Linked DNA regions of Mus musculus: regions 1, 3 and 4 are each linked to region 2. A link is a contact called in public Hi-C, HiChIP or PLAC-seq and promoter capture Hi-C data. All regions are on one chromosome and are shown on one strand. The core of a region is the stretch at or near the end of the contact, and the rest is flanking DNA. Distances in the headings are between cores, read along the strand shown. Region 1 holds the start of Cd200r1 (CD200 receptor 1). Region 2 has its middle 45 kb from the start of Cd200r3. Region 3 holds the start of Cd200r4 (CD200 receptor 4). Region 4 holds the start of Gtpbp8 (GTP-binding protein 8 (putative)).

Region 1 (2,700 bases), core at 116-2,615, 220 kb after region 2:
ATGTTTTGTGGTGCTTATGGAAATAAGTACTGCGGACAAAGCACTTCACCGCCCTAAGCTTAGGTTCTAGCTATGTGAAACGGAGCTTTCTTCCATCCTGACCTCAATGGCTTGCTATGCACATCAAAAAGAACAGATAACTGAAAATTCTCAGCAGAAGGGTGCAGTGGTGGATCATAGTTATCTTACGTGTGCTCACCAGTAAGACTATCATGTGATGTTCTCTTTCTGGAAGATAGACCAAAATGTGATTTTTAAAGGAATTCTGGTGAAAGGAAAGAAATACCGTGTCTCCTTTAAATTGTTAAACTATACATTTCAGAGCTAAGTCTGTTGTTCCCTCGTAGCTACTGCAGCTACTAAAAGTGAAACATGAAAAAGCCTCCTACACGAACTCCCACCACCCTTCTACAGTGAAATCAGGACACCCGCACGGTAGCCCCAAATTCTATTGAACTCCTACAAAACTGCAGACATTGAGGCGTGCACCTCCTGATTCAGAAAGTGACTCCTGTAGCCCACATATCTTCAAGATAAAGGCAAATATACATCACAGATACACCAGTGTAACTGTATGTGTAAAGCCTGCAGTCACGAAAAGTGTCAGGAAAAAAAAAAAAAGATACGTTCCCAACTTACACTGTTGGCGAGGGAGACCAGAGATGATAGCTGGTTGTTGGTTTGGTTTTTGGTTTTTGGTTTTCCCCAAGAAGAAGATACAGAGACCCCCATGTCATTTTGATTGCTATGAATATGTGTTTAATTTATCCTGACCTGTCCTGAAGGGGGAGGGGAGATGAGGAAGCGACAGTGGAGGACATTATAGAACACAAAGCAAAAATAAATCAGACAAAGCAGAAAGTAGAGGTGACAAGGTAACCCATATCTGGAGCAACCCTTATCTCTACAACAGAAATTGGCTTGCGTTACCCAGCGAAAAGGGACAAGGCTTAAATGCTGCGCAGAACAGGTCTCTCCTCCCTTAGTCATTCTCCCCACCCACACCCCCCAAAAAATTTCAGACTCACCAGCCACAAAGACCCCCCATATTAAGAGCACTGCTAGGGCAGAAGTTCTCCAAAAGCAAAACATTTCGGTTTTCTGGTTTTCCGCCGCTCACTCGGTACTTTTTCTCCTCAGAGGTAAGGGAGCAGCAGTGACCATAACCCGGATCCCTCTTCTCTCGGGTTGGCTTCTGCGTGGTAGCGCACCTCTTAACCCATCCGCAGGGAGCAGCCCCGTCCTGCCTGCCAACTCCTTCCACTCGCGTGCTTTAGTCTGGCTTGGAAGAGAAGAAACTTCTCTGGGACTTGACACAGCAATGGATTTCCTGTGCAGAACCGTGAAGCAAAGACAGAGGAAGCTGACTGAGTGGGTTACTTTCAGCCCATTGGCTCTTTCTCTTCTCCTGCTGCTCACAGATAAACTGTACAGTAAGGCTCTGAACATGCCCAAGACAGATGGATGTGTCTAAACCTCCATTCAAAACTGAAGAGGGTTATCGATCGATTTTCGCCGCGTGCTTGTAAATTTCCTAACCACAATGAATTTCTGGAAAGTTCTCCAATATAATAATAATAATAATAATAATAATAATAATAATAATAATAATAGTGTGTATACCCTTCCTCAGTCTTTAATGCAGAATAAATATTTCTACTTGAAAATGCCATGGTGAGATTACTATCTAGTCTGGAACCCCACACATAATGCTGGGAGCATCAAATGCGTTTTTCTATTATTTTCTATTATTTCTATTATTACCCTAACAATCCCAAAATGAGAGGCTTAAACACAGCACTAATGCACTGCCCGGGAGTCAAAAGTCTGAACGTCATGATATGGGATTAAAATCAAGGCGTAGCCAGGCCTTTGCTTCTTCTGGAGACACGACCTTTTCCAGCACCCAGATGTCTCTGCGCTCTAGCCTGCGGCCATCGGACATCATTCTAACCTGTGTTCCATTGCCATAGCTGATCGCCTGATGATGACCCTTCTGCCTTCCTCTTACAAGGTCCTTTGCGATTAATTTGTCCAATGAGCATTGTCTGTTCATCCGAAGATCCTTAATTTAATTACATTCACATAGTCCCTTTTGCCACATCAGTGAACGTTCAGTCGCAGACCTCTGTGGGAGGCTCAGTACTGAATTTCCATTCTCTTTGACTTTCGAGGAGTTAGGTTGTTGTAGTCACAGATAACCGCCTTTGAGTTGTCATAGATCTGAGAGTCTAACTTCCCAGAAAAATTCTGTGTAATGTTACTAGTTAGTATAAACTTAGATTACAGTTGAGAAGAAGGAAAAAAAAAAAAAAAACCAAAAAACCTCTGTGGTAAGAATTTCCTACCCCTGAGCAAAATGCTCCAGGAAGAGGAAGAAAACATTGTCAACAGGAAAAAAAGATAAAACAGCACGAATTTTCAAAGTTAGCAATTCCCTCTTCCCTCTTGCCAAACATTAAACTCTATATATTACCCTCCTCCACCTCTCAAGCTTTCTCAGTGCACCATTCTGATTCAAAGGAACAAGGAGATAAGATCCTTAAGAGAAAGAAAGACTTGAAGACATGTCATTTAAATTTAAATACTGTTTTTCCATCACAAGAAGCTGTTGACACTGTAGGTTCTGAGGACAATCTGAGCAGTGCTTAATTCTCTGCCAAGCAACCTCAATGATACTGGTTCATTTTCTTAGCTGTG
Region 2 (2,700 bases), core at 141-2,640:
AGTTTTGGATTTTACAGATGGATATATTAAGATAAATCTATTGAACACCTAGACTTAGCAAGGAAAAAAAGCAAGTTATGCCTAGATCACAAATTTCTCAAAATCAGAGCCTATTGATTATTCCTCTACACATCCTATAAAGTATTTTTTTTTGCATTAGCTAATAGCTTTATTCTGCCTTTAATTCTACAGGCTGGATCATCTCAATGATGGTTTTATGTCTTTTAGTAAAACCTGGAATGAACTGCTCTCAATCATATAGTGATTATTCATTAAGAATATACACAGCAAGATTTTATCAAAAGGACCCAGATGTAGCTGTCTCTTGTGAGACTATGCCGGGGCCTAGCAAACACAGAAGTGGATGCTCACAGTCAGTTAGTGGATGGATCACAGGGCTCCCAATGGAGGAGCTAGAGAAAGTACCCAAGGAGCTAAAGGGATCTGCAACCCTATAGGTGGAACAACATTATGAACTAACCAGTATCCCGGAGTTCTTGACTCTAGCTGCATATGTATCAAAAGATGGCCTAGTCGGCCATCACTGGAAAGAGAGGCCCATTGGACTTGCAAACTTTATATGCCCCAGTACAGGGGAACACCAGGGCCAAAAAGGGGGAGTGGGTGGGTAGGAAAGTGGGGGTGGGTGGGTATGGGGGACTTTTGGTATAGCATTGGAAATGTAAATGAGCTAAATACCTAATAAAAAATGGAAAAGAAAAAAAAAAGAATATACACATGGACTCCAGCAAAAATGTCCCTCTTTTCATAAGTTCCATAAATTCCATGCAAGAAAATACTGAAGAATCATGCCACATAGCATCACACATGGGCACTTTGCTAATCCCTGTCTCTCCTACTTCCTCTCTTTTTCAGAAGTCTTTTATTTATTTTTTTTCTAGTCTTTGGATTCATATAAACATTCTTGCTGCCTCAAGGCAATGCTCTGGCAATGACTTCTCTATATTTCACAATTAGGTGCTGTAAGAAGCAATGCATACAAACCCACCAATGATTTCTCCACTTGTCTCCGTCTGTGACCAGTGGAAACACCAACGTCTTTTCTATCAGCAGCATAAGACTGACGGGACGCTTCACCAGCATAGATTTCTGTGCTGCCTAGATTTTTATCTCCATATTACTTCAAATGCATAAGTACCCCTCCTGACTTACTACTAGGGTCATGGGAAGAGTGTTCATGTTGTGTCATCAATGTGAAATGTCCTCCACAGGCTCATTTATTTGGACCCTTTGTCCCCACACTTTGTTCTTGGATAGTAGTGCTGCTTTGGGAGATTGTGGAACCTATAGGAGGGATTGCCTAACTTGAGGAAGAGGGTCACTGTGGGGGCAGGACCTGAGGCTATAATCTGGTTCTGGTTCTGCTTCTGCAATTCTACCTCAAGATCTCTACTTCCTGTATTCCAAGGTGTAGCAAATAGAATCCTGCCCCTCAGAGCTGTACTAGCTATTTTCCCCACTATTGATAAATTTATATGCTCTGAGACAATGAATCAAGATATATCCTTCCTGCCGGGAGTGGTGACGCACACCTTTAATACCAGCACTCAGGAGGCAGAGGCAGGTGAATTTCTGAGTTTGAGGCCAGTCTGGTCTACAGAGTGACTTCCAGGACAGCCAGGGATATACAGAGAAACACTGTTTCACCCCCCCACCCCCCAAAACAACCAACCAAACAACCAAACAAACAAACAAAAAAGATATATCCTTCCTATTTTAAATTGCTTCTTAGATATATCCTTCCTACTTTAAAGTGCTTCTTTCAGGCATTCTGTCACAGTGGTGTGAACGATAACTAATACAATTGCTTTATTTGTATAAATGTTTTCTTAAATGTATTTGTGTAGAAAATTTATGCCTAGATGCCAGTGGAGGCCAGAAGAGGGCTTTGGGTCCCCTGAAAATGGAGTTACAGATGGTTGCAAGCTGTTGTGCGGGTTCTGGGAATTGAACCCAGGTCCTCTGCAAGAGCAACAAGGATTAACTGCTGAATCACATCTGCAGTGCCAACTAATACAATTCTAAATAAGTCCTAAAAGGGAGAGGTTTTCAATCTGGAGAGATGGCTCAGGGCTTAAGACAAAGCTGTTCTGACAAAGGACTCAGGTTGTTTCTGGTATCCATGTGGTGGTCCACAGACTTTTGCAACTCCAGTTCTAGGGGATCTAATGCTCTCTTCTGGCCTCCATAGATACACTGTGTGTCTGTGGTCCACATGTAAAAAAAGCACTCATACACATAAAGTAAATAAACATTTAAGAAAAAAATTAGAGAAGGTGGCTATTCTCTAAGCAGGCACCCAAGGGAACTAGAGGAGGATTGCGGTTTAGATTTAAGTAAAGATCACTCTATATCTCCAGGAAGAAGAAGAATTGCCTTCAACTCAGGATATCCTTTTTTTAAATGCAGGGGTTTTATCTGTGGGGAAGCTCTTCTGACCTAGCTCAAGACCTGTTGTGAGTACTGAGAATAAGAGCAAGATGCACAATGCAGCGTGGCAAAGTCAACTGGAAAGCCGTTGGAGCATGAACAGGAAAGGATAGACAACCAGGCACAAAGTTGGCAGGATGGTCTGTACAGTAGATATTGTCTTCATATAGAACCACTATCTGATAGAGAAAAAACTGTGTAGGATTTAGCAGAACAGACTTTAAGTAGAAGAAACATGTACTTAAGCAT
Region 3 (2,700 bases), core at 74-2,573, 170 kb after region 2:
GATAACAACTCCTATAATTGCCTTCTGACCCACGCACAAATGCTGTGTCAGGGGTGCATTCACATAGACACACTCACACACACACTCACACACACACATACAAATACACATGCAGAAATACATACACACAGTAAATACATATATAGTTTCTAAAACAAAACAGAAAGTGGAGGTTAAATTACTTTCATGCAAAGGTCTTTCAGGCTTTTCTTAATTGTTGAAAATGGGTTGTTAATGATAAACTTGAACTCAGACAAACTAAATTTATACATCTTGAAGAAGAACATAGCTGGTATTTTTGTACTTGAAGAAATGTCAGTTTGCTTTTACATTGATCAGTCTGCTTAGGAACTATGGTTCTGGTGAGACAGAGCTAAGGCAGAGAGCTCTAGCACTTTAGCCGTTCTTATAAGGGTTATTTCAGATTCTGCTTCCCCCTCCTCCCACAAGCATTACTTCTAATGCTTTAAGAAAGACTCCATACTCTCTGGCCTCTGGCAGCAATGCACAAACTGGCCTACATGCAGACCATGGTATCCCCCTTTCCCTTTCAGCACAGGACTGCTCCCTCCCAGCTAAGCTCAGTGCCTCCACTTTACCATAGATCAGATGATATTCTCTCTCTCCCTCTCTCTCTCTCTCTCTCTCTCTCTCTCTCTCCCTCTCTCCCTCCCCCTCCCTCCCTCTTTCTCTCTCTCTCTCCCTCTCTCCCTCTCTCTCCCTCTCTCTCTCTCTCTCTCTCTCTCTCTCTCTCTCTCTCTCTCTCTCTCTCTCTCTCTCTCTCTAATTCAAGTCAACTGTAAAGATGAAGCAAGCCAGAAATCTAGTACAGGATTTTTCAGGCAGTCTCTAATCTTCAAATTCATGATAATAACTAATAGTCTCCTCAGTGGAATATTTGTAGAAAACTTGTTAACAATCAACTTAAAAGTAAATGGTAGAGTGTTAAATTGGTCCTACTAGCCTGAAACAAAGGTGAATGCCTATAATTCAAGGAATCAGGAGAGGCTGAGACAGGAGGATTATCATAGTCCAAAGTTAACCAAAGTTAACAATTTCATTTCCTAAAGTTCTCAGAATGTCAGACTTACCAGACACAAAAATATTGATGAAGATCAGCAAAGTCAAAGTCGGAATCCTCCCCAGAGCATGCATCTGGAGTGGAACCTAGTGAAACACAATTCGTAGCCCCCTGGGTGGACTCAGTGATTCCAGCTTGGTCAACTTTGTTTATGCTCAGTTCACCGATTTAGGAGTGACTTTCTTCCTCATTTCTCTATCTTTATCTTCATCTCCAGTCTGCCTCCAGTTGGATGACTAAGCCTTCACAGGAAAAAAAGACAGTGATGTTTGCTGAATGATAAAGAAAGAAGCCAAAGCATAACTCCTTCATTCTCTCACAGTATTAAAAGATTAAGACACAGTTTATGGCAATTCCATTTTAAGGCAGTAATTTTTAAAGGGTAAATCGTATACTGGAAAATGAGCAAACCTTATGTATACAGCTGATGAATCTGTACAAATGAACTTGGACAAGCATTTCCCAAATTTCCAAACCAGGGTCCTGCCATTTTGTTTCTCAAAGCTCTCGCCATGCCTTTCCTTGGTATTGCTTCTCAAGAAGCAAACATGGCTCTGACATCTATCAACATTTGCTCATTTTGTTGTTTAGTGAGCTGCACATAAATGAAATGCTTTACGGAGTTCATCGCTGTATGCTACTTTGGACTTACAAAAGAATATATGGTAACTTATCAGTTTCTCTGTTAATTTCAATCGCTCTATTTGTTGTCAAACATCAACAGAGACTGGTAGCTGACATCTGTTCATCACTGTTGTCACTATCATTATGATGACTATATGGGATATTTTGAGAACTGTTACATGTGCAATAGAGAATTGAATTCTGCTTTTTAGGGAGGAATTATGTTTCTGTCTGTTGGTGCTAATCGTTTTATAGTGTTCTATAAGCTTCTATTTGCCTGGTGATGGTTTATCCAGTAGTTTTAGCCATTACTAAAAAGTAAAGATTCAAAACATCCACCTAATATTACTTCCTTTTAATACTACCCACTGTCACTTCATGCATTGGAGTTCTGTTCTGTTGTTGTTGTTGTTATTGCTGTTTGTGTGTATATGTACATATAATATATATGTGTGTATATATATATATATATATATATATATATATATATATATATATTTACAAGATCACAACATATAGGTGAGATATTCACCTTTTATCAGTATGAAACATCCTTTTTTGTCTCCTCATAATTTTTATTTTTTGCCTAAACATTACTCTGTCTGATAGAGGCCATAGTTAATTAGTTCTTTGGGGAAGGTTACTATTTACATAAATATATATTTCCATTCTTTCATTTGCAACCAAGTTGTATTTTGATCTAAAGTTACTCATTTATACACAAAACATAATTGGAACACATTTAGTGCCCCCCCCCATTCTATTGACCTCTGACTTTAGCTACAAAGTTTAATCAACAGCATGATTTAAGACAGGAAAAACGAATTGTTGCTGCTTTTTCATGTGTTCCTTCTGTCTTATATATCAGTTGCATACATCTCAACTTCTTTTAATTACTTTCTATTTCATTTTTTCTAATGTTATTTTCTCTCTCATTTCTCTTTTGGGGTTTTGGGTATGCTGAAGATTGTAAATTAAATTAAATTAATAGGGCT
Region 4 (2,700 bases), core at 161-2,660, 240 kb after region 2:
TTGGGGATTTTCACTTGCATTTTAACAGGATCATGTTTGCCATTACATTGGGAATATACCTGAAGGAGAAACAAGCAATGATACACAGCTAGATTTTGGAAGCTATGCCAATAATCTAGGTGAGAGACAAGGAGGACTGGGAACACGATGCTAATGTTAGGGTCTGAGAACCCCCAGAGAATGAGACCCCAGACTCAAATAATATGCAACAGCAAAGAGCGTCTTTCAGCAGAATTCGGCATGCAAAGGTCGCTCCATTTAAGAATGGAGACACCAGTGTGTGCTCTGCAGGGTCAGTTTAAAGCCTGTTAGGGTGGCAGTGGGTGTCTTTTATCTTTTGTTTTTTCTTGATTAGTTGGCTCTATCTCCAGGGATATGAGTCCTTTGTGATTTGTTAGGGCTCTGGGGACTTTCCAAGGTGGTAAGGCACCCTTGGATTGGCTGTCTGCAGCTGTGGTTGGATGGCCATGGGCTCCTGAATCTGGGTCCTCATTTCTGGGAAACAGAAATAGGCCTAGACTCCCAAACTGCCAGTTTACAGCCTGTCATGGAGTCAACCTGGCTCTGGCTCTTTGATCTTCTGCCTACAGTAGAGACTAGGGAAGAGTTTGATTACAAGTGTCCATGGAAAACACAGCATATGTTGACTCTAAAGTTTATGTGCCTGCTATATGCAGATGCTTTAAAAAGAAAATAATGGAGTGACAGGGCACGGAATGATTAAATGCTTGTGGTGGTTTAAATGAGAATGGCTCCCATGAGCCATTTGAATAGTTGCTCCCGAGTTTAGGGAACTGTTTGGAAAGGGTTGGAAAGTGGGGCCTTGTAGGATTAGAAGGTATGACTGTATTGGAGGAAGGGGGTGTGTATTTGGGGGCTTCAAAGGACTCCAGTTGTTCCCAGTTCTGTTTCTGGTTTATGGATCTTTGTCAGTTCTCAACTGCTGCTCCAACGCTCTGCCTGTCAGAGAGATACCGTCCCTTCTCTGAAAACGAGTTGCAATTCCAACCACATTTCTCACCAGCTTATTTAATTTTGCAAACGTGTTTTTCTCGGTGACGTGAACTTATGATAAATGTCAATCGACGATAAAACGACCGGAAACAGAAGGCAAAGCGGGCTTGGAATCCACTAGTTTGTCCCTATGGTTCCTTCCCTTGAGACTCAAAGATCACAGGACAAGGTAAGTTTTTCGCATCTGGAAACCGCTGAAGACCAGAACACGCCAATCTGATACATAGTTGGTAAAGCCAAGGTGTTAAAGAAAGTCAGTGGGGTTTCCCCCTTTCTGCCCGGAGGTGGTGAGAAGCTTGAGCAGGTGAGGAGACCCTAGAAAACTACAATTCCCAGCAGGCGCTGCGGCAGCGAGCTTTCTGTCTGGCGCTGTCCAGACCCTACTAATAAAATCCAGTCGCGAGGATTCTGGGAGAGGAAAATGGCAGCGGCTAGGTTGAGTCATAGAATGGGAAGGCTCCTTGAGAAAGCGCCAGCACTGGGGCCTTGGACCCGGGTTTACAGCACGTCCCCTGCCTTCGCAGAAGTGCTAAGGCTGCCACAGAAACAGCTAACGAAGGTAGTGTACCCGCTGCGGGAACTGGGGCAGCACCTCGCCGCGGACTCGGGGCCTGGCCTTATCGAACAGAGACTCTTCGACCCGAGCCTGGAGGACATCGGGCGGGCGGAGAGCATCTTTGAGGCCACCGCCCGGAACCGCATCGAGTACCTCAGCTCCGCCGTCCGCCTCGACCACGCCCCGAGTTTGCAGCAGCCGGAGGTGAGGTTGACCGCCGGGTCTACTGTAGGTGCGAGAGCCTGAGTCGGCCTGTGCTCATTTCCTGTCACCCAGCGAGAGAGCTCGTAACAGCAAAAGAAAACACTCCGTGTGGATGCGCCACTCGTGTGCGGTGCCCGTGGAGGACCGCAGTGAGCCGCAGTGTGGGTGCTGGGAATCCAACTCCGGTGTTCCGGAAGAGCCGCCCGTGCTTTTATATTTTCATTTTAGTTTATGTGGGTTTGCCTGCATGTATGTCTGTGTACCACATGCCTGTTGCCTTCAGAACCCAGAAAAAGACATCAGTGCTCGCTGGAACGGGAGTTTCAGGCAGTTGGGAGCAGCCATACGTGCTGGCTGGGACTTGAACTACAATCCTCTGGCAGCAAGCGCACCTAACCATTGAGCCACGTCTCCAACCCCGAAAGTACAACATGTAATAAATAAGCCACTGTTCAGCCCTGAGAATACTAAGTACTCCATTCTCCCTACCTCTCTCTCATACTAGGTGTGTTTCATAGGCCGAAGCAATGTTGGAAAATCCTCTTTGATAAAGGCCTTATTTTCCCTGGCCCCTGATGTAGAAGTCAGGATCTCAAAAAAACCGGTATGCTGGGTATCTCTTGAATTTATAAAATGAGACCTAAGTATTGGCAGATGCAAGAGATCATAATTGCTAAGTTCCTAGAGAAGAATTTTTTTAAAAAATATGTAATAAGGTAAGACATCATTAATGTCTGTATATTCTCTGAGAAAAACAAAAGTATAGCTGAATTGATTTTAGTAGTCTTGCCAATATCTAAAGGAAAGCATTGTTGTTCTAAATTTTTCCTTAGTTGACAAAGTTAAGTATTTTATTGCTGTTTTCTTCTATAATAATGAATGTCTAGTTCTACATTGGTTGTAGGGAAAAAAGGGTTTAAGTTGCT

The links. Promoter capture Hi-C pulls out the DNA fragments that hold promoters and counts their contacts. A called contact is a pair of places that touch in the nucleus more often than the background predicts. HiChIP or PLAC-seq counts read pairs in DNA pulled down with a chosen protein or histone mark.
Region 1: an H3K4me3 HiChIP or PLAC-seq map of bone marrow-derived macrophages shows a contact between it and region 2, with 4 times the contacts expected there. The contact joins the promoter of Cd200r1 here to the enhancer-like site in region 2. A contact is called at or near these places in 9 of 39 promoter capture datasets (the C10 cell line, the HPC-7 cell line, HPC-7-derived erythroid cells and 6 more), 1 of 15 datasets of contacts at CTCF or cohesin (large pre-B cells), 7 of 484 Hi-C or Micro-C datasets (bone marrow-derived macrophages, macrophages, myocytes and 3 more), 8 of 115 datasets of contacts at active chromatin or transcription factors (CD8 T cells, acute myeloid leukemia, bone marrow-derived macrophages and 4 more) and 5 of 9 other capture datasets (adipose tissue, bone marrow-derived macrophages, embryonic stem cells and 2 more).
Region 3: a contact with region 2 is called in a Hi-C map of bone marrow-derived macrophages, with 30 read pairs. The contact joins the promoter of Cd200r4 here to the enhancer-like site in region 2. A contact is called at or near these places in 5 of 39 promoter capture datasets (the HPC-7 cell line, cranial neural crest, embryonic stem cells and 2 more), 2 of 484 Hi-C or Micro-C datasets (bone marrow-derived macrophages and nephron progenitors), 1 of 115 datasets of contacts at active chromatin or transcription factors (bone marrow-derived macrophages) and 2 of 9 other capture datasets (adipose tissue and liver).
Region 4: a promoter capture Hi-C map of macrophages shows a contact between it and region 2, with 7 read pairs. The contact joins the promoter of Gtpbp8 here to the enhancer-like site in region 2. A contact is called at or near these places in 3 of 39 promoter capture datasets (the HPC-7 cell line, macrophages and neutrophils), 1 of 484 Hi-C or Micro-C datasets (bone marrow-derived macrophages), 7 of 115 datasets of contacts at active chromatin or transcription factors (acute myeloid leukemia, bone marrow-derived macrophages, embryonic fibroblasts and 4 more) and 2 of 9 other capture datasets (liver and pancreatic islet).

What each region holds. Positions count from the first base shown.
Region 1 is chr16:44,764,401-44,767,100 of GRCm38.p6, reverse strand. Cd200r1 (CD200 receptor 1) reads right to left here and starts at 1,365. Exons shown (of 7, transcript NM_021325.3): 1 at 1,029-1,365. The coding sequence starts at 1,092.
Region 2 is chr16:44,987,476-44,990,175 of GRCm38.p6, reverse strand. It overlaps a transcript of Cd200r3 not described here. Among named protein-coding and RNA genes, the nearest start is that of Cd200r3, 45 kb to the right of the region's middle. Within about 2 kb of position 1,390, at least 31 of the 459 cell types and tissues checked have an H3K27ac peak or open chromatin away from gene starts, as enhancers often do. A contact at or near this core is called in the HPC-7 cell line, acute myeloid leukemia, bone marrow-derived macrophages and 3 more, where this site is marked.
Region 3 is chr16:44,819,351-44,822,050 of GRCm38.p6, reverse strand. It overlaps Cd200r4 (CD200 receptor 4), which reads right to left and starts at 1,323. Exons shown (of 6, transcript NM_207244.2): 1 at 1,092-1,323. The coding sequence starts at 1,155.
Region 4 is chr16:44,745,073-44,747,772 of GRCm38.p6, reverse strand. It overlaps Gtpbp8 (GTP-binding protein 8 (putative)), which reads left to right and starts at 1,410. Exons shown (of 6, transcript NM_025332.3): 1 at 1,410-1,774; 2 at 2,280-2,378. The coding sequence starts at 1,436.